Linked DNA regions of Mus musculus: all the other regions are linked to region 1. A link is a contact called in public Micro-C and promoter capture Hi-C data. All regions are on one chromosome and are shown on one strand. The core of a region is the stretch at or near the end of the contact, and the rest is flanking DNA. Distances in the headings are between cores, read along the strand shown. Region 1 holds the start of Tm6sf1 (transmembrane 6 superfamily member 1). Region 2 holds the start of Cpeb1 (cytoplasmic polyadenylation element binding protein 1). Region 3 overlaps Sh3gl3 (SH3-domain GRB2-like 3). Region 4 holds the start of Ap3b2 (adaptor-related protein complex 3, beta 2 subunit).

Evidence for each region. Promoter capture Hi-C pulls out the DNA fragments that hold promoters and counts their contacts. Hi-C and Micro-C count contacts between places; a contact is called where the count stands out from the background.
Region 2: a Micro-C map of embryonic stem cells shows a contact between it and region 1, with 2.6 times the contacts expected there. The contact joins the promoter of Cpeb1 here to the promoter of Tm6sf1 in region 1. A contact is called at or near these places in 3 of 39 promoter capture datasets (embryonic stem cells, hippocampal neurons and second pharyngeal arch cranial neural crest), 1 of 484 Hi-C or Micro-C datasets (embryonic stem cells), 2 of 115 datasets of contacts at active chromatin or transcription factors (astrocytes and embryonic forebrain) and 1 of 9 other capture datasets (adipose tissue).
Region 3: a contact with region 1 is called in a promoter capture Hi-C map of embryonic stem cells, with 2.4 times the contacts expected there. The contact joins the enhancer-like site here to the promoter of Tm6sf1 in region 1. A contact is called at or near these places in 4 of 39 promoter capture datasets (3T3-L1-derived adipocytes, cranial neural crest, embryonic stem cells and 1 more) and 2 of 115 datasets of contacts at active chromatin or transcription factors (neural tube and stem cell-derived neural progenitor cells).
Region 4: a contact with region 1 is called in a promoter capture Hi-C map of neural stem cells. The contact joins the promoter of Ap3b2 here to the promoter of Tm6sf1 in region 1. A contact is called at or near these places in 1 of 39 promoter capture datasets (neural stem cells) and 1 of 115 datasets of contacts at active chromatin or transcription factors (embryonic stem cells).

The regions. Positions count from the first base shown.
Region 1 is chr7:81,856,163-81,861,614 of GRCm38.p6, reverse strand. It overlaps Tm6sf1 (transmembrane 6 superfamily member 1), which reads right to left and starts at 2,614. Exons shown (of 10, transcript NM_145375.4): 1 at 2,075-2,614. The coding sequence starts at 2,166.
Region 2 is chr7:81,451,768-81,457,219 of GRCm38.p6, reverse strand. Cpeb1 (cytoplasmic polyadenylation element binding protein 1) reads left to right here and starts at 2,462. Exons shown (of 12, transcript NM_007755.5): 1 at 2,462-2,586. The coding sequence starts at 2,572.
Region 3 is chr7:82,230,853-82,236,304 of GRCm38.p6, reverse strand. The region is part of intron 1 of Sh3gl3 (SH3-domain GRB2-like 3); the gene reads right to left. It overlaps Gm32903 (a long non-coding RNA gene), which reads left to right. Exons shown (of 7, transcript XR_003946814.1): 7 at 1-28. Among named protein-coding and RNA genes, the nearest start is that of Gm32903, 22 kb to the left of the region's middle. Within about 2 kb of position 2,099, at least 36 of the 459 cell types and tissues checked have an H3K27ac peak or open chromatin away from gene starts, as enhancers often do. A contact at or near this core is called in embryonic stem cells, where this site is marked.
Region 4 is chr7:81,491,586-81,497,037 of GRCm38.p6, reverse strand. It overlaps Ap3b2 (adaptor-related protein complex 3, beta 2 subunit), which reads left to right and starts at 3,113. Exons shown (of 26, transcript NM_021492.3): 1 at 3,113-3,530. The coding sequence starts at 3,418. It overlaps BC048679 (cDNA sequence BC048679), which reads left to right. Exons shown (of 6, transcript NM_001193274.1): 2 at 171-188; 3 at 878-895; 4 at 1,258-1,459; 5 at 1,665-1,912; 6 at 2,660-2,764. The coding sequence starts at 171. The coding sequence ends at 2,692.

The DNA.
Region 1 (5,452 bases), core at 1,365-3,864:
CAGAACACCTGCAAGGCTCTGTCCCCAGATCTCACCATTACTGAACATAGGTGTAGGTGGGTGCATTGTGAGACCCCCCCTCAAGCCCTTTCCTGACCCTTCAACCTATCTGATCAGGCTATTTCTGAGTTTCATAAAAGACCCTGGGGAAACAGAAGCCCAGGTTAAGAAAGTGTAACTGAATGCCTGCTACACACAAGGCACTGGGCTGGACAGAGCAGTACCAAGACAGGCTACAGCCTGGGAAGGTGAGCTCTGACCACAGGAAGGAACTCTGTGGGAAAAGTGAGTCATGAGGCTGAGGGGGCTCAAAGCAGAAGGCCCTGATTCAGTGGGAGGATGCACAAATGAAGAAGTGACCGTTTCATTTACTCAGGGCTGTCAAGCTAAGCGTGTCTTCGGCAGTCAGCAATGGGGAGGAAGGAAGAAGGAGGCGAGAAGGTGGAGCAGGTGCTAAAGACAGTCAACATTGGGGGTGGGAGTGGGGGAGCTGGAGGCTCAGAGATGTGAAGGGGCTCAAGCAGGAGGGAGCCTTTGCCATTGGCTGTGTCAGAGTAAGCCAGCACCAGCGAACTCAGAGGAGGACATGGACACTAGAGTAGCTCTGAGACTTACCAAGAAAGGAGACAGTAGGAAGAAGAAAGTGAAGTGCTATAAGGGAGGCGTTATGGGCTGCTGGCATTTAGCCTGCAGGTCCAACCGTGCAGGAGGGTGTGTGTGTGTGTGTGTGTGTGTGTGTGTGTGTGTGTGTATGTGTGTGTGGCTGGAACGAGTCCACACCAGGGCTCAGCACTGATCAGTAACACACAGTAATATGTCATCAAATCCTCACCACCAGCAGCAGCCCTTCCTAAATTGCTCTTCCTGCAAATGCCTGTCCATCACATCCACTTCCTTCCCCTACCACGCTCACCCCCTTCCCTATGCCCTGCTCTGTTGTCTTCATAGCATGCTACTCTATATATCTGATGGTGTCTGTTTTAATGCATGACTCCTCAGCAAGGACATGGCCTGTTCAGCGAGGGCTCCAAGCACAGAGGTGTTCAATGAATGGTATTACTTTAGGAGCCTAGGTCCCTGTGCTCTGTTGACAGGCACAAAACATCTGACTGCTCGGAGCTGCTGCTTCAGGAGATGCACCAAAGGCCAAGCACAGGGGCAGCCTGTGTCTAAGGGAGCGTCGCAGTGCTCACTCATGCCGTCTGGATGAGGTGACCTCAGCAGTGAGAGAAAACCATTGACTGTGTGCATACTCCGCTAGCAGTCTGGAGGTCTGGCACGGGCTGCAGGGTATAGATTGATGCAATTTCCTTAGCACCAACTGCTATGAAAAGCACAGCCAGTTACTTCCTCCTCCAGCAGCCCACAATCAACTTCAGCAGGGCCACCGCTGGCGCCTTTCCACTGACCACCCAGGCCTTCGGCTGCCCATGGGGGCTCGTCAGTCAGTGATCCCTTTAGAGAAGTGAAAGCCAAGACTGGGACCCAGAGCCCTTACAGAATTCGTCGGTTCCTTAGCATTAAACTGATCACTGAACCTTTGCTCCTGGCCAGCATCGAACCTCTATCCCTTTCACAGCGCCCTTGCACAAAGTTCCCACAAGATCCTTGAGGTGCAAAGACAGACCAGAACACTAAAGCCAGGTCACCCTGTTAGTAGCAAAGGCTCAGAAAACCATGGTTATTTCTGTTAGCCGCTCACAACAGTTTCTAAAATTATAAAATGGTAAGTATGTGAAAGTCCATACAAGGAAAGCGTTCCTTTCAAATAAGGCGGTTCGTGCCTTCCGTGTTGCTCTGCACCCCTCTAGTGTCTGAGAGCCTCGGAGGCAGGGGCATTTCGGTATTGACCTTGGTAATATCAGCTACCCACCCAGTACTGGCAAAGAGCAGGCGCCCAGCTCTCAGACCTTGAACTGCCCTAGCCCAGTTTGAGGACCTAGGGCCGGGTGACCCTGGTGCCTCCCTCATGCTGCGGGCGTGGCGTTTCTGGAAGCTACCCAGTCCCAAAGCCGCGGTCCCAAACCCGCGGAAAAGTTGCGGGCTCTTGTCTACCCCGCGCGCGCTCACTCACTCGTGCTGGGCCGCCAGGTGGTTGAAGATGTAGGTGACCGGGATGGCTGAGAGGGACAGCACAAAAACCCCCGTGGCCGCAGAGGCACTCATTGCCACCTCCGGGTCGCTCTTCTTTCACCGCATCGCGCCGGGGGTCCCCTGGCTCAGCTTCCGGCGGCGCCGCGCCCCTCGCCGCTGCCCTTCCAGGCGGCCCCCGGCCGCGTCTCCTCTGCGCGTCCCCGTCGCCCGTAGCTGCCCGGCGCGCACAGAGAGAGGCACCACCCGGGTGCTCTAGGGCCGCTGTACGATCCCCAGAGGCGTCCCCACCAGGCTCCTGCTAACGAACGCAAGGGCTCAGCAGCCACCGCGAGGAGACAAGCGCCCCAGGACGCTTGCTTTAATGGGAAAAGGAAGGGCCCGGCGAAGGACGCGGGTCACAGATGGGAGCTGGGCATCCTCGAGCTGGAACGGAGCTGGGCTGAGCCAAGGGCCAGCAGAGGGTGGAGCCAGATCTGAGGGTGTCAGAGCCCGCAGGCCCGCGAGATCGGCTCAGAGACCTGTGGGGACAGATGCTCCTGGAACAACACTGTGCCGCCCTCCCACCCCACCCCCCGCGCGCACCCCTTCCCTACACACAGCTGCCATCAACGTCCGCAACCAATGTTCCAGTGCCAAGTGGAAATATTTGTTTTCCACCTTGGTTGCTCACTCACCGCCCCTTGACCTTGATCAAGTTACTGAAACATTCTGTATCATTTCTCTGTGAAATGGGAATAACCTGCTCCCTCGTATGATTGTGGAAATCGACCGAGTTAACAAGCGTGGAGTGCTTGCCCTGCACTGCTCAGCACACTGGTCTGTCTCCTGCTCCCTTTCTTTTTTTGTAGCAGAACTGACCCTCAGAGGAATGCCCTGATGTAAGACACTGAGGCAGCGTTCATTCCTTGCCTGGAGTGTTTTTGGAGGCCAGGTTACCACCGGCTAGCCTGGCAGGTCCTGAAGATTAGGGCTCTTCGTGGAATATTCCCAGACGTCTGGGTGTAGAGCATGAGAGTGCCGCCCAAAGAGCTGCTTGAGCAGGGTGTGCTCAGGAAGCCCCCTGGGCCTGAGTCCTGTTGGTATGGCCCCAGGGAAGGGAAAAGAAGTGGGCTCCGGAGCAACAGTGGGGGCAGCAGAGTGCGCGCCTTCCTGTCTTTAGGTCAGAGGCTTACAGGTCATTTGGCTCATTTTCAATGTGAGGAAAATGAACCTGCACCAGGACAGTCGGTTGTTCCAAAGCCAGCTCTCCTACTATCTGCCCTCCCTTTTCTTGAAAACTCAGCCAACAATGGGCACAAAAGGGTAAAGACTGTCCAAACGGCAGCATCTCGCAAAGCTTCTCCCAGAAGTCTCAGTGGGAACCTGGACATCGCTCACGATCTTCCATGATCGCTCCTTGCCTTTACCACCTCCTTCATTCCCCAAAGCGCCTTCTCTCCTCCAGGCCATCTCCTAGGCCAGTTTCCCAGCCAGTCCAACCTCCTCCACATCCCACACCGAGCTGCTTTAGCCGTCTGCGTGTATCCTGAGTCTCTCGGGCTGCTCTGAATCTTTCTTGTCTACCTAGACACTTGCTGCATATCATTTCTATTCCTTCTCATCCATGCTTGGGCTTTTTTAAAATTCAGAATCATATTTATGGAAATAACTTAATAGAGGCTGGGGGTGTAGTTGATCGTGCTTGCTTTGTGTGCACAAATCTTAAGGCTCTGTCCTCGTGCACTTCATGAACTGACTTTGATGGGGGCTCATCTGAAATCCCAGCACTAAGAGATGGAGGCAGAGGGAGTCCCTGGTTCAAGGTCATCCTTAGCTACCCAGCAAGTCTGAGGCCGACCTGGGATATATGAGATTCTGTCTCAACTAACAAAAAGGTACCGGGAAATGCCACAGAGTATGCCACATCCTGAGCTCCGCGTCACCCGCTCCGGATGGAAACTGAGGTGTTGAGGGACAGAGAGGTGATCAGGCTCCTCTCAGAAAACCTCAAGTGCAGGAAGCTACTTCTAAGGTCCGACCTGGTGAGGGAAGCATCTTAAAAGCCTGTGGTATGCACAACTGCTTTCCAGAAAAAGAGGCAGCAAGATCAGTTGGGAAGCCTCTACAATTTATCCTGCCAAGAGATGATAAGACCAGAACCAACCCAATGGCAATGAGAGGGCAGAGGAGACAGACATGAAAGATGCCAGAAAGAATCGGACAAAGTGGGAGGAGACTAGAAAAGAACGTGTTCTGGGTGTGTTGGATTTTCAGTACCCACAGTGTTCCCACTATCCCAAAGGCAATTGGGAGTCTTGATCTGTTCCAGCAAAAGAGGCAAAGGCTGTAGATACAAGTTTGGGTGTCACCAGCCTAGAGGTGGGGCTTAAAATCAAGACAGTGAATTCAGCACAGAGGAAGAGTCAATGAGAAGGGTAAACAGGAGCTATCTGAGAGAGGTCTGTGTGCATTGCCACCGGCAGACCAGTACACTCACAGCTACCCTGACAGCACCATCAACTAACATCCCACGGCTGAGCGCTGACAAAGGTTTATATAACAGGCATATTGGACTTGTGTTTGCAGTGCTTTATCTTGAAGATGAACACGTGGATAGTAAGAGGTGGGAAGGTTTCGCAGAACTTCCCCTGGGCTTGTGAGTAGTCACATCTAGCAAATAGAAACCCATCTATAATAGTACCCTGTAGATTAAAAAGTAACCCCCATCTTTTGCCACTCCGTGTCTGCTTCTCAGTCTAAGGGTAACCAGGCCAGTTGGGCACCAGGCCGGGATGGGGGAAGGGAAGCTTAGCTGGGCAGGTGGGTGCAGGCAGGATTTTGTTCAGCAGTGAGTACTTGGGCAAAGAACATACACCTGGAAACGGCTCTCGAAGAACTGTTTCAGTTATGGGGCTTGCGGGGGACAACAAAGGTTATTTAAACCTTAAACCTGGTCACCTAACTGACCAGGGCACTCTCCTGCTCCAGGTGTCACCTCCCCAACAGAGCATGCTGGTAAGTAGGGGCTATGGGTCTGAGTGTACATCATTGGCCAGGACTAGGGTGCTAGGGATGCCTCATTTGCATAAAGAGGAATTCCAGTGCGGCTGGACTTGACTTTGTGAGGGGAGAGGAAATGAAACTTGGCTACCAGGTTTTGTTATGTCCTCTGGTGAGGCAAGGCTTGGGGGCACAACACTATATGTACCAGGACATTCAGGCCCAGGGCAGGAGGAAAGCAATCCTACTCCCGCCGATCTCAGGGCGAGATTTCCAGGGTTTGGACATGCCTGGACCCCACTCTTCCTCCAGGCCTGTTGCTACGGGTCCCACGACTCCACAGCCGCACAATGCTATCTCCTGTAGAAAGTCCTAAAGA
Region 2 (5,452 bases), core at 1,213-3,712, 400 kb after region 1:
GACCTCCACTTGTATCCATATCACACAAATAAATAATAGATGTAAAATATGAAAGGAAGCTGGAGATGCCAAAGGTTTTACTCTCATCAGACTATGAAAACAGAAAACGACAGGTCTGAGTTCTCCATTTGCCCCTGTTGGCAAGGGGTCCTTGAGGAAGTCACTTAATTGCCTTCTTTTGTAGTATACTGGGGGTTGACCCTGGAGTCTTGTATGTACTAGACAAGCACACCTATTGATTATATTCCCAACTCTACTCTTGAGTCTGGGGGTGTGGTGAGGGAATGTAGGGTAGGGGCACACAGGCTTACTAAGTTGTCCTCACAGGCTGGCTTTAAATTTGCAATCCTCCCTCCTGCCTCAGTCTCCCAAACAGCTGAAGCCAAGCATGTTCCTTCTTTGAACAGCAGCCTCTTTACCTATGAGTTAACAAGCAAAGCATTTAGAAGTGTGAGAAGTACACGCTTGAATGCCCAGAAAATACTCCACTCCTCCTGCCTTTGGCTAGGTTTAGGGACGGTGATTTAGCAGCAGAAATCTGTGTTCAAAGTTACTTTCTTATAGGCTGGGAGCTTGAAACTTTATATTTTTTCAGGTATCCATTCCCATAGGCCCTCAGGTGCCATTTCAAGTCTTAGATTCTTATCTTGTTTAACTTTGGGTCAGGGAGGACTGGATGTGAAGGATCACAAATTGGCAGCTACTAAGGTACATGGCGACCTTAAGATGAGATATTTTAGAGGTTTCTGATGCCTATCGGCTAACCTATTCCTTCCATTTAATTAATTAGTTAATTAATTAATTTATTTCCTTGAGGTAGACTTCCTTCAGACTGTAGTTCCTAACTGCCTTCGGATGCAAGGCACCCCTCCTTCTGCCTCATCTGTGATAGTATTGCAGTTATGGGCCTAAGCCACCATGGATGTCTTAGTCATAGATGCCATCGGTCTTTCCAGATATGCCTTGGGTCTTCAGAGCATCTCATACACCCTCACTTACAGTTCCCATGTTGTAGGCATCTAAGTGTGGCACCTCTCAGAATAGGAAGAGAAGAGAAGCAAGAAATACTAGGTTTGATTTATCAGGCCTATGCTGCCAAGATGGGGGTTGGGCTGCTCCTAAGGGGATGGGTTCTCCATACTGTAACCACCCTTTCTGCTTAGGACTTCAGTAACCCTTGGGAACGACCACAGAATGGAGACTAGCCAGCTGTCATTCAGCTCCCTCTGCACTTTAACTCCAGCATCTGTCCTCTTCCCCACCTTCTCCAAACACACTAGGCTAGGACCGTAGGCTTCCTTTCTTAATACCCTGGGCAGAAGCTTATACGTTCCTGCCTCACAAACCTGCCAGCAAGTTGGTAACAGCTTCTTCACCTGTCAGGAGGAACCTTGAGTATAATACGCGCTGAATAAAAAGTATAACATATAAAACACTTAGAAATGTTCAATAAGCTCTGTTCTCTTTCTTAACCAACCTAGTGGCTTATTTCCCACCTCCAACTCTCCAGCAACACCTTAAAAGAGACCTGGCAACTTCCAAGCTTGTTCACCTTTCCTCTAGTTTCCAGCTAGCTGCAGAATAAAAGCCCTTCAGAAACTGGGCTCGGGCTTCCCTCCTGTGGCACCAACACGCATTAGCTGGTCTTAGTCAGATTGAGCCTCTCAGTGCATTCCTCCCTCTCCGCCTTCCCTGGTCTGCAGCCCGGAATGCCATCTCCGCCTCTGCGCTCGCTTGGGCTTCCGGTCTGGTCCAGCCCTAGCTGGCCCATGACGCCTCTCGGAACAACAGCTTCGCTCACCCTGATCTCTTGCCCCGAATTTTGTCAGTAAAGCGTCCTGTCATTCTGGAGGGAGCGTCGGGAGCGGTTTCCCTGGGGAACTGCAATCCGAAGAGGATCACTGCTGTTTTCGGAACTTTCCCGAATCCCCTGACGCCTGCGCTCCGGGTTCCAGCTCGCTCCAGATGCAGTGGCAGTCGGTCTGAAGTGAGGGCGTGTCTGCTGCAGGTGGGGATGGGTGGAGGGGCTGGGTTCGGTGCCACCGGGGCTTCCACCCGAGAGGTCACTAGCAAAGGAGAGGCGTGGTTATACGTTTTTTTGGGGGGGGGGCGCACGTCACCGGCGCAGCGGGGCATCCCAGGGTCTTGTAAATCTGTAGGGAAACTGAGGCCCGCGGGAGAGTGAAATGGTCAGGGTCACCGGGCGAGGGACTTGCTCAGGCCTGAGCCCCCTCGGGCTCCGGGGAGGCAGTGGTGGTCTGTCTTGGCTCGAGCCTCAGAACTAACCCCCACCCCCCGTTCGGACCCCCAGGCCCAGGGTGGGCGGCGGAGCGCGGGTCTGGACGGCAGGAAGGAGCGCAGGGGGCGGGGGCGGGGACGAGGCCGGGCGGGGCCGACACAGGTGCTCCTCGTCAGGCCAGCGCCGCGGAGCTTTATAAGCCGCCGGGGTGCGGAGTCGTGCGCTGCTCGCTGCAAAAATAGTGCCCACGTGTGTGCGCGTCCCGCGCCGCACAGACCCGCCGGCCCGCGCGCCCGCCCGCCCGCCAGTCCCTTAGGGCCACGCCGGACCCCATGGCTTTCTCTCTGGTAAGAGCCGCCGGGGCGGGGCGGGGCCGGGCCGGGCGGGGCTGCTGTCCCCGCCGGCCGCCTCGGCTAACGGTCCGCGCGCAGTCTCGCCACTTCACAGGGCCCCCTCACCGCCGCCCGGGTTAGCGTCCCGGGCGGGGCGCCGGTCACATGCCCGCGGTCGTGGGCCTCGTGGAGCGGTGTGGGGCGCGCGGGGAGGGGCAGGGAGCTTCCTCGTGACTCAGGCCTTTGGGCTTAAAGGCGCCGCGGCCCTTCGGGGGCGACCGCCGGGGCCTCGGAGCTGCACTTGCACAACTCTCGGTGGCCTCGAACATACGTCCAGACAGGAGCCGGCCGCGCGGACGGGCGCCCGGACGCCAACACTTCCTTTTTCCGCAGCCGTCGCACGGGAGAGCTCGAGCGGCCGGCCGGCTGGCCGGCGGTGCCCGCGGCTCCCGTCTCTCTCTTTCCTTCTCTCTCTCTCCCCGAGAGTCGCCTTGGCGTCCCGCAGGAGGCAGGGGCTGGCGGCTCGCTGCGGGCGGCGCAGCAGCGAGCCGCGGAGACCCCCTCAGGCTGGGGCGGCGCAGGGGGAGACGCGCCACGACGGCGCTGACATGGCTCCTTTAAAGCCGAGGTCTCGGGCCCCTCGTGCGGGCCGCGCTCTTTCCAAGCCCGGGGAAGTCACGTGGCTTCACACGTTCGATTGCTCCCGGAGCCCTAGCCCCGAGGGTGGACCGGGCCAGGTGAGGTCGCACGTGCGTGTGACCGGGCTTCGAGGGCTGTCCCCGGGAGCCTCGCGGGGCTGGGGGGCGCGGGCCCGGAGGGGAGGAGGAGTTGAGCAGCCCGCGAGGGGGCGCAGGCGGGAAGCCAGCTAGTCCTCGGCGGCGTCCGCTTGCCTCACTCGGGCGGCCTGGCGGGACGCACTCATGTGGCCTCGAGGGTGTCGCTCAGCGTTTCTCAGCCAGCAAGGCCAGGTGTCCAAATTCGGGGGTGTCGGGTTGCAGATGGGCTCGCGTGGCCTCCAGCCCTGACCTCTGGTTTGGGGGAGCGGAGGCTGGACGCTGGGCGGGTAGGGCTGACAAGGCTGCTTCACTGGGGGCCTAGACGCAACGGGGTGTGTGTGGGGGGAGGCCCATGCCTAGGCAGGGGGACCCATGTCAGCAAAGAGCGTCCTCGGTGGGCAGCGCAGGCCACCCGTGTGGGTTGCTGTGCGGTTCCAGCCTCTCACGGTCACGAGCCTCATTTCCAGGGGGCTCTGCAAGGCCACGGTTCCTGCAAAGTGGCCCGCAACACCAGAAAGCACGGAGCACCTGGGCTCCAGGGTCCTATGCAGCCTCGTTCTGTGCAGCCTCGCAGGCGTTAGTTAGCACCGTGCTCTGTAGTGGCACTTTGTGCCTTGCAGGCTGACTCTGCCCTGCCCTCAGATAGAATTAAGCCTGTGGAAATGTCGGAAGCACCGGAGACCTGGAATAGCCTGGGGCTGCCAGCCTCAGGCCGCCCCATCCCCCACCGCGGCCTCCAGGCCCGACTCTGATGAACGCATTTCTCTGGCAACTGCTTCCTTTGGTCTCCCTGGCTACCGGGCTGCCTCCCCACTCTCTTCTGGCACCTGGGTAAACTGCTGGGCTGCGTCATTTGCTGGGGCCAGTGGGTCGAGTTTAGTGTTCTGGAAAGGCACGCGTGTACCAGCTTTCTCCAGGCCACCTCTTAGGTGATTCGGGCCACGTGTACCAGTGGAGACTTTGATGAGGCGAGTTTCCACTTTCGCATGCTCTTTTTGAGTGTAAGGACACAAGATCTTCTTTTCTTCTTTTCTTTTCTTTTCTTTTTTTTTTTAAACAACAGAAAAATACAACAGGCAAAACAAGACAAGAAGTTCAAGATTGTTTTCCCTGTATGTAGAAAGGAATGGACCGCCGACTTTGAACGTACACTGGGGCTGTAGCCTGTTAGGAGCCCCTAAGGACAGTAGTGTTCAAGAGTCACCACTTACCGTTTACCCTTTCTTGTAAGATCTTGCCTGGAACTCACGGGGCATTTTCTGTAGCGTTTACCATGTCCCACCCTCTTACTTCTCACAGTTATCTAAATTTGAGTCATTTGGCACTGCCTGCTCTGTTTAATGAAAGTTGACAAGTGTAGAGGTAAGTCAGCTTTGTAGTATAAAAACACTTGCTCCCCTCCCAATGATTGTTTTACAGACAGCTTCCCTGGCAGAGGCCCCCCAGTGTGGAAGGGAGGCTGTGTCAGCCTGCAGAGCAGACAGGAGTTAGAGAGCTGACACACGCATTTAATGAACCTGGGGACATTTGCAGTTAGGAATGGTTCTGGGGTCCTTTCAGTATAGGCAATTGCAGTGCTGTGGCACATTAAGTGTTCATAAAGCAGAAAGTGGAGGAGGAAGATAAAGTTGTATGATTCTAAGAACAGCACCAAACTTGTTAACAAGAAGCTATTGATAATGGCTGTTTTGAGAAGTATTTGTATCTGGTGCAATCGACTCACTAAAAACAAACAAACAAACAAACCTTTAAGTGATTTATAAACCTAAATTATACCAAGGTAAAGTAAATGAGTTGAAAAAGAGGGAAGAGTAGTAACCATTGACCTATAGTGTATATGTATATGCTGCTCTAAAGGAAGTGTTCATTAATTGACTACTGAAAACTTCATGCCCAGAGTTGATGGACCTTTGACACCTCCCCATTTTGAAGAATCTCTGGCTTATAAGTACAGCAATAAAAACTTAAAACAGTTTGGATCAAATAGAACATCTTTAATGTTGGATTCAACCTGAAGACTAGTTTGAAGTTGAGGCTCACATACCCATTCAAAAAGCCATTAAGTGATGGAATCAGATCCTGGGTCTTTTTGTTGTTTTATCCCA
Region 3 (5,452 bases), core at 850-3,349, 380 kb before region 1:
TAATTGAATGAAGGACGCCAACTTGTGTTTATAGTTTTAAATAAGAGGAAATGATCCATCGGTGACTTTGAAAGGAAATAAAACTGTAATTCATGTAATGTATGTTAAATAGCCCAAAGAGTTGTTTCTGAGCTTTGAAACCTGGGGCTGAGAACATAGCAGAACAGACCAGGACATGCCCGGGCAAGCCCATCGCCTCCCTAGCTCCCACCCCTCTGACCTAAGTTAAATGTTACAGGCTGCTGATGTTTAAATGGACCAATCATGTGAAACCGCGCCAATTCCTCCCCCAGCCCCACTCCTTTTCTATAAAACCCCCTAGCTTCCAAGCCTCGTGGTCGAATCCACTGTCTCCTGTTGTGTGAGATACGTTTCGACCCGGAGCTCCACCATTAAAAAACCTCTTGTTGTTACATCAAGGTGTTGTGTTCTATTCGCGATTCTTGGGTGCACGCCGAATCAGGAGCTGAGTGGGGGTTTCCCCACTGAGTTCTTTCAACTTCAGAATTTGAATTACTTTACAAGAATCACAACGTTACACGGGTGAAGCGGGGGGGGGGGGGGGGGGGGTCAGTGGTTAAAAGTAAACAGAACAACAGCAAAACTTTCCGTTCAGCAGAAAGTCACACATGAAAAGCCAGCCTGGATTTCTCTAGAGTCTCTTAAAACAGGAAGACTCATCCCTCAAGACTCATATTTGAAACCAACGGCCACATGGGCTTAACTACTGTGTGGAAGGATATGAGACACCAAAGTGTCTCTTAAAAGTCTGAAGAGAAAAGACCATTCATCTGACCTCAGAATAGATTTTAAACCTTCTGACATTTCTCCTTTTCTTCCTGACATTGATATTCTTGGCATTTTTGTCTAGGCTCTGCCCCACAGTCACCTGGCAACAGTCAGGTGTGCCTGACTCACTATAAAAGGGGCTACTCGCCCCCACCCTCCTCACTCTCTTCTCCTTTTTCTCTTCTTCCCTTACCCTCTTTCCTCTCTCTCCCCATTCCCCTCCCCCATCTCCACGTGCAGATGGCCAGCCTCCTCTCCTCCTCCTTCTTCCCCCCCCCCCCCCCCCCGCCATTTTCTGTCTCTACTACTCCCCTCAATTCCCCTCCCCATTCCCTGAATAAACTCTATTCTATACTATAACATTGTGTGGCTGGTACCTCAGGGGGAAGGGATGCCTCAGCATGGTCCCGCAGAGGCATCCCCTCCCCCACACCATACAGAAACCTCCACCAAACATACCCCTTTCTCTTTCTTGTTATAAAACACAACAGAAATGGCAGTCAAAAAACAGTCGTCCAGCTCTCTTCAGAGCACTTATCACAGCTATCATGGCCAAATAAGGTTAGAAATCAATCATGGGATGAGGGAGTGTTGTGAGCACCTGCAGGAGGACTGCCTAAATGAGACCCAACACACCTGCAAAAAATGAGGTCAAGGAGGCCTCCTCCTCCTCCAGCCCTGCAGGGAAGTGAGCCTGACAGGTCACACTGTCCCCGTCCACATTACAGGAGTCGGAAGGGGGCTGTTGGCAGAGAAAATACCCCAGGGCATAAGCTGTAAACTTGCACCACAGCTGTACACGGTGCTCCAGTGCTGAGAAGTAATGGCCTCCCAGTGAGAGGGTGGAGAGATGGAGAGACAGAGAGAGACAGAGACAAAGTATACAAGCACACTTCCTGTCCGGATAGCGTCTCACTCCTGTAGCTTCTCTGACTGGAGAAAGTCGGTGCCTGAAGGAAAGTGAGGACATGGCCTCGCCCAGGAGGGTATTTATTGTAGGTGTGAGGGAGAGAGCGGCCAGAGGCATCTGCAAGAGTTCAGACTGAACATGGACAGCAGAACAAACCAGGCCATGGGGCGGGGGGAGGTGGGGTAGTGAAAGAGGAAGAGGAGAGAGAGAGATAAGAGTGGGGACCAGGAAATGAACCAAGAGAACATGTGGCCAAACTGTTTTATATAGCAGGAAAGAGAAGCTGGGGCAGGGCGGAAAGAGAAGGGAAGAGAAGGGGAGGGAAGGAGAAGGAGAAGGGAAGGGAGGGGGTGGAGGAGTTTAAGGCAGGGGTTGAGGGTGAGAAGCTCTGGAGAGGAGCCAGGGCTCTGTAACAGATCTTTGAAATGCTAGGAGATCCTGGAGGCCAATGGCTGATCCCTTTGATATGTTAATAGGCACCTCGCCCATTTGTCCAGGATTTCCTAGGGACCTAACTGTACCCCTCCACATCTCCCTGATCCCCTTTCACCAGGAGGTCCTCAGTGGGGGCACTGACCATCAGTAGTTAAACTGTTACTGATACCCCAGCTGACAACACTTGAGTTCCAGATATCCCAAGCCAGCATGTCCTGCTCTGCCCTTTCTCCTGCATGCTGCCCCTCCCCAGGAGACAGGAAGAAGGGCTGGATAAAGACCTCAGACATTATGACTGTGACTTCAAACCTGCATACAAATCATGAAGTAATTCAATTTGGTTTTGCAAAGCACATGCTGTCCAGGGCACATTTCACCAACCATCTGCTCCAAACCAACATGGTGGCCCGCAGTCCCGAGAAATGGCCATAAAGTGAGCACTGCACCTTTCCAGTCCTTGGAGGACATTGTAATCCGAGCCCTTTGCTGCTCAAGGCCTGTGAAGCGGTCTGTCCATTTACTGCCCCTTGCCTGGACCCAACACTCTCGAGTCCACCTCATTGGTGCTTCTCTGCACCCGCATGGCTCAGGCTTCCTGGCCAATTTCACTCTGAAAGAGGCACACCGGGAGGAGAAGCAGGGTCGAGAGTGTGCCTCTTTCAAACCCCTCCCCTGAACTTTAGGCTGTGTATAGTCACTTCTTCCCTCTGGCCCCTGAACCCAGAGGCAGGAGCAGCTTCTGGGAATTTCTAATCTCAGGCTCTAGGCATCTATACAGAAAAACTCTAGTACGAAGCCTCCTTTATTTGAAATGCTGAGCAAGGCCACTCTGCCCCACAGAGCCTGGGTCGGGGCGGAGCCTCTTCACCTTTGCTCTGCGGTGTAAGTGTTCCTGCCTCCTGTCATGCCTAAGGGGGAAAAATTGGACTGGAGAGATTGCTCAGTGGGTAAACACATTACACATTGCCACCAGGCCTGGCACCTGAATTTGATCCAGACCCCGCATAATGGAAGGACAGAATTAACTCCCTAAAGTCGTCCTCCAACCTCCACACATTATGGATACTGCACATATCTGCACACTCATGCACCCTATTTACAAAACAAGTAAATACAATGCTTTAAACGTTTAAATACAGGTCAGGTGTGGTGGCACATGCCTTTGATTCCAGCGCCCTGAAGGCAAAGGTAGGGGGAATCTCTGTAAGTTTGAGTCCAGCTTAGTAGTCTACATAGCAAGTCCCAGGCCAGACAGGGCTACAGTGAAAGCTTGTCTCAAAAACATTTTTTGTTCATTCAGTTGTGTATTTTTATTTTTTAAATTAATTTAGCAGATACATAAAACAAGCGATTTACATATTTATGAGATCCCAAGTGATATTTTAACACATGTATTATTGTATAATGTTTAACTGAGGGTAAACTTATCATCTTAAACATCTTTTTTTTTTTTTTTTTTTATTATATGTAAGTACACTGTAGCTGTCTTCAGACACTCCAGAAGAGGGCATCAGATCTTGTTATGGATGGTTGTGAGCCACCATGTGGTTGCTGGGATCCGAACTCCGGACCTTTGGAAGAGCAGTCGGGTGCTCTTACCCACTGAGCCACCTCACCAGCCCCTTAAACATCTTTATAGTAAGAAATTCTAGTCCTTACGTGTGTCTTTGTCAGCTGTCCTGTATGTTACTGCTGTCTGGGGTCACCCTAACCTGCAGTTGCACCCCAGAAAATCCTCCTTCTGTCTCACTTGTACCTACTGAGCGCCCTCTCTCCACCCCTCTGTTTTCCTCCACTCTTTTTTTTTTTTTTCAGAAAAACAATTTTTAATTTGTGTGTGTCCTTATATTTTTGTTTGGGTTTTTGCTTAGATTTGTTTTGTATCTATTCAGGTGTTCACTGTATTCTTCAGACAGTCATAATTTACATAGTCAAGCAAGCATCTATTACCTCGATGCACAGTTAAAACATACTTTCTTTGCAAATTTCCATTATGCAATAAATAGATAAAAATGACTGAGTAATGTGTGTGTGTTTGTGTGTGCGTGTGAGTATATGTGTGTGTGTGTGTTTGCATCTCTGTGTGTATGTGTGTTTGCATCTACGTGTGAGAGTGCATGAGAGTTTGCAAGTGTGTGTGGGAGTGTGTGTATGTGAGAGTGTATATACTTATAGGAGTGTATGCATGTGTGTTACTTGTGTGTGCATAAGCAGCGTGTGTGGGTGCCCTTGACCATGTACCCTCATGGTCAGTGCTGCTGACCTTCCTCTTCTGCTCTCCATCCTATCCTTTGAGATGTGGTCTCTCACGGAACCTGGAGCTCACCAACTCACTTCTCTCTCTCCCTCTCCAGCACTGCCACACCAGCTCTTAGTGGGTTCTAGGGATTTGAACTTGAGTCTTCATGCTTGTTCAGCAAGCACATTACCCACTAAACCATCCCAGTCCCAACATAATATAGTTTAAGATCCAAAGACTCACTGCTGACGCGTCTCTCTCCATCCCAGGAGCCCTCCCAGTTCTCTGCCATCTGCAGCTCAGCCTCGTCCCTGTCCCACCTCCACTGCAGTGACCCTGTGTTAGCTCATCTGGTACCTGCCCCTCTGCAGACAGCATTCTCCATCCAATGCAATGCCTGAAGCTGCAATACCTATGCATTAGCATGGAAATACAGTGATCGATGAACTGTCACACACAAATTAGTAACAAGTAGATTACACCTCAGGGAGAGCACTGTCCCTGGGTCTCAGGTTTCTGGTCCTTTCACTCTGGACCATTCAAGTCATTTATATAACAAACAGGCTTAGAATATCAGTGTCTCTCCCCAAAGAAATGCACACACAGGCATGCTTCCTATCCAGTGTAGCAGACAGTGTTTTCCCCTGGGGCAAAGGCCAGGCTAGCTTACAGCCCATTATAAACATCCCAGATCCCTCGGCTCAGGCTTCCTCGCCTCCAGCAATCCACGTGGGACTCAGCTCACTGGTGTCTGAGCTCTGAGGCTCAGTAGGTGCACAGAGAGGTGCCCAGCAAAGTGAGGGACAAACCCATTTGCCTTCACCCAGAAGTCTTGGGCCTTCTGTAAGCATCTGTGATCCTTGCAAAGAGAGCAAAATCCCACAGCCTGAATACACAGTTCCCAGGAAAACAAACCATAAAATAAAGCTAGCCGATTAAATAACCATCTCACTATCTGGAGTCAGGAGAGAACTGCTGAATGGAATGATCAAGACACTTAGCACAAGAACACCTGGGGGAAATTCTCATAGGCTTGACTGTATTAAATATGAAAATTCAACAGATTCCGCTAAGAGAGA
Region 4 (5,452 bases), core at 1,864-4,363, 370 kb after region 1:
CAGAGAGGGGGGACTTTTTGATGTCCCATATGGAGAGGTGACATAGGTCTCTCAATCTGTGACCAGCCACCTAGTGCAGACTTAAGACACAGCATGCAGCTATTGAGCCATCAGAGTGGGAGGGCAGAGGTGAAGCAGCAGGTGGTAATGACTGGTTTCTCTCTCCCTAGATGAGCTTCAAGTGCCAGGTAAATGGAGCAGAAGTCCTTGGCTCATCTTGTCTCTTCCTCGGGCAGGGTGGCAGCCACCTCTGCAGGGGTTAGGACAATTCACCCTCTTCCATAGCTGTGACTTTTGCTTGACTCGGTGGGTAAGACGGGATGAGAGGGAAGCTGGAAGTAAAGAAGCGCTCTCCCTATTCGGCGGATGTTAGGTAGATGACTCCTGACCAAAGGGCACAAGAACACAAAGATACCCAGAGCCCTGGGGTCATGGTCATGGTCATGGTCACTTGTTTCCATATCTTACCTTCACTCCCCTCCACTCCCCCCCCCCTGTTTCTGTCTCTCTGTCTCCGTCTCTCCCTCTCTCTCTCTCTGTCGATCTGCCCCCACCACCTCTGAAATCAAACCTTAGATATAACCCAGGCAGTGAAATCACCCTCTGTTCCCAGAAAAGACGAGGAACTAAACTGGATTTTTCAGTTCATTATAGAAAAAAAAATGCAATGGTATTTATTATATGAGACCCTGATGGTCATGTGGACACAGATTAGCAAGAGTTGATGTTCTTCAATTTCCTCCTGAAAATAAGAATATTCAACTGATCTGGAGAATTGTAGCAAGGAGCAAATGAATGCATGTTTGCTACTGAGGTTATTGGAATTGGGAGAGATTGGCCTTGGCCCAACCTCACTGCACTTTTCCTGTTTCTTCAGTCCCTCATCTCAACCCAGGTACCAGCTGACACCCAGAAGGCGGTGTTGCTTGCAGAAAAGGCAACATGGACGGTTGATGAGGAAGGAGACCGGCGCAGGGGGAGGGAGATTGAAAGGAATGGGAATAAGCGGGTAACTACGGGTGGAGAGGAGGTCCCAATTGCTGGACACCATGACGTCCCTAGCGGGTGGCTCAAGGCAGCGCATATCCGTGATATCCAGGCCTCTGGAGTCCCTCAAGGACAGGGAGGCAGGTGTGAGTCAGCAAAGACCTTTTGCCTAGGGCCCAGCCCCAAGCCAGGTCTACCCTCTGCGATGAGTGGGATGACCCAGCTGTGTGTGTGCACACACCTTGCAGTCTGCGACCTTTCTTCTCTTAGACCCTGGTAGGAGCATCCAGCACCATTCAGTTCTTCTTCTCTGAGGCACTCATGGGTCAGAACTTCCAGGAGGTGGAGTTAGAAAACTACGAGCCTCAGCCTGGAGACCTGTTCCTGTTCAAGTTGCAGACCCCTAAGGCACAGTGGTGCGGGGCCCACGTGGGTGTTTACTGCGGCCAAGGAGAGATCATACACTTTGAGGGTGAGCAAAAGAAATTTGGCCACTCGTGAGCAAGCTGTGCTGGGACGAAAATTAGGACGAAGGTGTAGGTCTCTGAAGATGGGGGAGAGAGGGTTGGGCAGCCAAGGGTGTGGGGCTTCAATTTGAGGAAATGCTAGGGCAGATTACTGAGTCGCACCAAAGCTAGCTCCGATTTGCTCTGATTTTGGGCCTGCTATCCCCACAGGCAGGACCTCCAACCAGAATGGAGTACAAACGTTTCTGGGTTACTGTGAGGGTGTCGTGTGTAAACAGGGGCACAGAGCTCTGCAGCGCTCCCGACAGCTCTGGCGTGTGCTACGCAGGCGCGGTGGCGTTGACCCTAGGGTGCTGGAGAGCCGCGTGCGAGAAGCTATGGACAACGATCCTCCTCCCTACCATCCCACTAGCAGCAACTGTGTGCACTTTGCACTGAACCTGTTGGGCATGGACTCAGTAAGTGCCTCTCTTCTACCTGCCCACATCCCATGCCAGCCCCAGTCTGCTAACAAAGGCACCTAACCAACTTGCTCCAGCATAATTCAGATGATTCCCCTCTCCACTACACCCAGACCAGGTTCCTTTCATCTTAAACTCTTTACTCTGGCAATCTAAAGTCCCCAGAATAGGTGTACCTATTTTTGAAGTTACACACTTTGAAACCCTTTAGCGCCAGGTAGACCTCAGGCTACTGTTCTTAGATCCTGAGCAGATATATTTACTGAACATGACCGATCTCCAACCCAGGGGCTGCTCCAACTCCATCCTTCTTTTTGCAGTAGAACTTTCTATTGATCCAAAGTCCGCCTTTCTCAGTTCCATCCTTTTCCAAACAGTCCACCAATTCTGATCTTAGAGAATTGGGACCCTAGTCTACAAATCTCGGTCCTTGGGAATACTTCCATTCTATGAGCCTGGCCAGGAGTTCCCAATCACTCAACCTCATGTCCAAAATCTAGACCAAAGATAAACAATTCACCATCAGCCTAGTCCAGGGTGTTCTCTCTAATCCAGAACTAGCTACAATCCTTCTTCTTGCTTTCCTTCCTTCCTTCCTTCCTTCCTTCCTTCCTTCCTTCCTTCCTTCCTCCCTTCCTTCCTTCCTTGGGTCTTAGGAGCTAAGCTTGATAAATCACAAAGTCCTGGAGACCTGGCAATTACACCAGACCCTAACTCAATCTGTTCGTCTTCTTTCCCTTCTAGATGTCAATGGACAGGAACCTAACCAGTGATTAATGTGACCTTGGGTCCTCCTGAATGGGCCAAAAGAGGTTTCAGAAGGGATCATTAAAGTATTTTCCCAAACGTAATTAGGATGTTGGAGGTTCTCTTTACTCCACCTAGAACTGATTTGCTCCCAGAATGCCCTTAGCACTTGCTTCCTGGGTCAGCCTCCTCTTAAATTCCACTTCTTCCAGGAAGTTGCTATGATTCCCAGTGAGTAAGCAGGTTATCCTCAGAGGGATTTAGACTGTGTGAAAAAGGATGGAAAGGTACCCACCCCTAAATCTCCAAGGTAGATGTTCCAACCCAGGCCTGCGAGTATGGCCTTCTTTCAGTGTCCCTCACGTCCCCCTCTCTCACTGCATGGGTGGGCGGGTCCGTGGAGGTCAGGTGATCGGGAGGGCGGAGGCAGGAGGTCCGCATCCCTCCAAAGACTATACAGTCATCAGCCCTGCAGCCTTGCTCACTGTGAGAGACCTTTAGATGCTTGCAGTTGCCAGAGAGTTCTGAGAGATTGGGACAGGGCAGGCGCTGTTCCTCCGTCCCCTGTCAGCTCACCCCAACCCTGCACTCCGCGGGTGGTGCCGGTCCCTTTAAGAACCTTAGCGCTCAGCCCTGATTGCTGAATCTGCGCGCTGCCTCCGCCGCGCAGATTGCAGCTCCGCAGAGCTAGGCGTGCATCCCATTCCTCGACCAAAGCCCAACCCGGCCGCTCAGCCACCCCTCAGCGCAGATCCATGTCGGCCGCTCCGGCCTACAGCGAAGACAAGGGCGGCTCAGCCGGTCCCGGGGAGCCAGAATATGGCCACGACCCGGCGAGCGGCGGTATCTTCTCCTCGGACTACAAGCGGTGAGCTAGCGAGCGCCGGCCGGGTGCGGCTGGCGCGCAGGCACCATGGACAGCGCCCGCGAGGCTGCGGCCCTGCCGACCCAGACCCGCCCTGCGCGCTTCCCGGGGTTCCCGCAGCAGGGCCACTTCGCCTTTAGCTACGAAGGGGCGGGGGACCCAAGGCTGGTGGGGGAGGGACCAGACAGGCGGGGTCCTTATGGAACAGCTGCGATGATGTTTGCAGCCTTTTATTCGCTGGCTCAAAGAGAAACCAAAACAAAACCCCCAAAACCAATTCCGTAGGGGACGGGTCTGAATTGGGGAACTGGAGTTTGAGTGTGGTCCACTCCAGGAAGCCGGCCCTGGATGTAGACTGAGAAACTGGCTCCTCCTGCAAATTAATTTCTCCATCTTTCCCCAACCCCCACATTGCCCTATGATTCAGCCCTACTTGGTTTGAATCTTACCTTTGACTCATTCATTTATTTGTTCATAAATTCAATAGCACATTAATTAAAGGCCTGTGGACCTGTTAGTCACGGAACGGAGTAGTGAACAGGAGCCAATAGATTGTTCCAACCGGGAGCACAATTGTAGCCCTGACAATTCAAGGGTCAGGAGTGGGAGTGCAAGACATGTTCCATTTCAGGGAGGAAGGTACTCTCGTGTTAGAAATGGGTCTGGGGTCTCAGGGAAATCACCACACAATCCAGAGCACAAGGCGCAAGCGAATGCACTTCTTCAGAAGGGTCACTCAACCAGGCAGGTTCACCGAGTGCGAGTCCCACTGGATTTTTATTACTAATGATCGGGTGACCCTGTTCCTTACCCTGCATGGTCAGTGCTAGGCCTCACATGCTCAAGCAGCTGCAAACAGCAACAAACCCTTAAAAGTCAGTCAACTGATATGCAAAGTGCAACTTTTGAGAACAGGATGCAGCTGTGAGCACATACTTTGATCTTAGACAAATGTTAGGCTGTGAGCCTGTCCAAAATTCATAGCCCCTGGGGCTGGCAGGCCTCTACTGGGAAGAGTACACCTGAGACAAAGGAATGGAGACTTTTCTAACGCTATATAACGTAATAAAAACTCCACTGGTATAAAAGATGTGCAGCTGGGTGTGATGGTGCTCGCCTTTAATCCCAATCTCAGAGGAAGGGGCATGAAGACTTCTTTAAGTTCAAGGCTAGCCTGGTCTACATAGCAAGTTCTAGGACAGCAAAGACTACAAACAAACAAACATTTCATTTGCAAGCCAGGGTTACAAATAAATAAGTAAGCAAATAAGCATATTTCATTTCTGTTTCCTACATCCCAGAGGACTAAGGGAAGCCACAGTGTAGGTTCTTCTGATGTTAGCATGCAGTGGCTAGAATCACGCAGCAGGTCACTAGAATGAATGAGGGCTCTAAGCAGGTGCTGCCACCAGATTTGCGTGTTGGAAGGATCTCATGCTGGACCGATGAGACCAGAAGTGATCTGGGTTGAGCAAGAGACAAGGGAAGGAGATATCAGAGTTGCCTGGCTGGGCACGGGATGGCTTTAAATCTAAGCTGCTTAAACTGTGGGTCCCCACTGGGTCTGTCAACTGAAGGCAGTATTCACAAAAGGTTTGGTAACATGACAGGATACCGAACACACAAAAATGAAAAATCAATGAAAATCAAACACACAATAGAACTCAGGTTTCTGACTTATGGCGCATACTGAGACTTTACTGCTGCTGAGTCTAACCACATAACATTTGCACTTCGAAACTGTGATTCCATCGTACCAAACACTGACAGACACTGCCTGACACACCTTGGTGCACACCAGAGATTATCCCTGGCGCTGTGAACTGCCTGCCGCATTTTCAATTGTACATACAAAATCGTCTACTCTTAGGGAAAAGTAATGGTCTAATTACAGAAATAAAGACTTTTAATATTGTCCTATCATC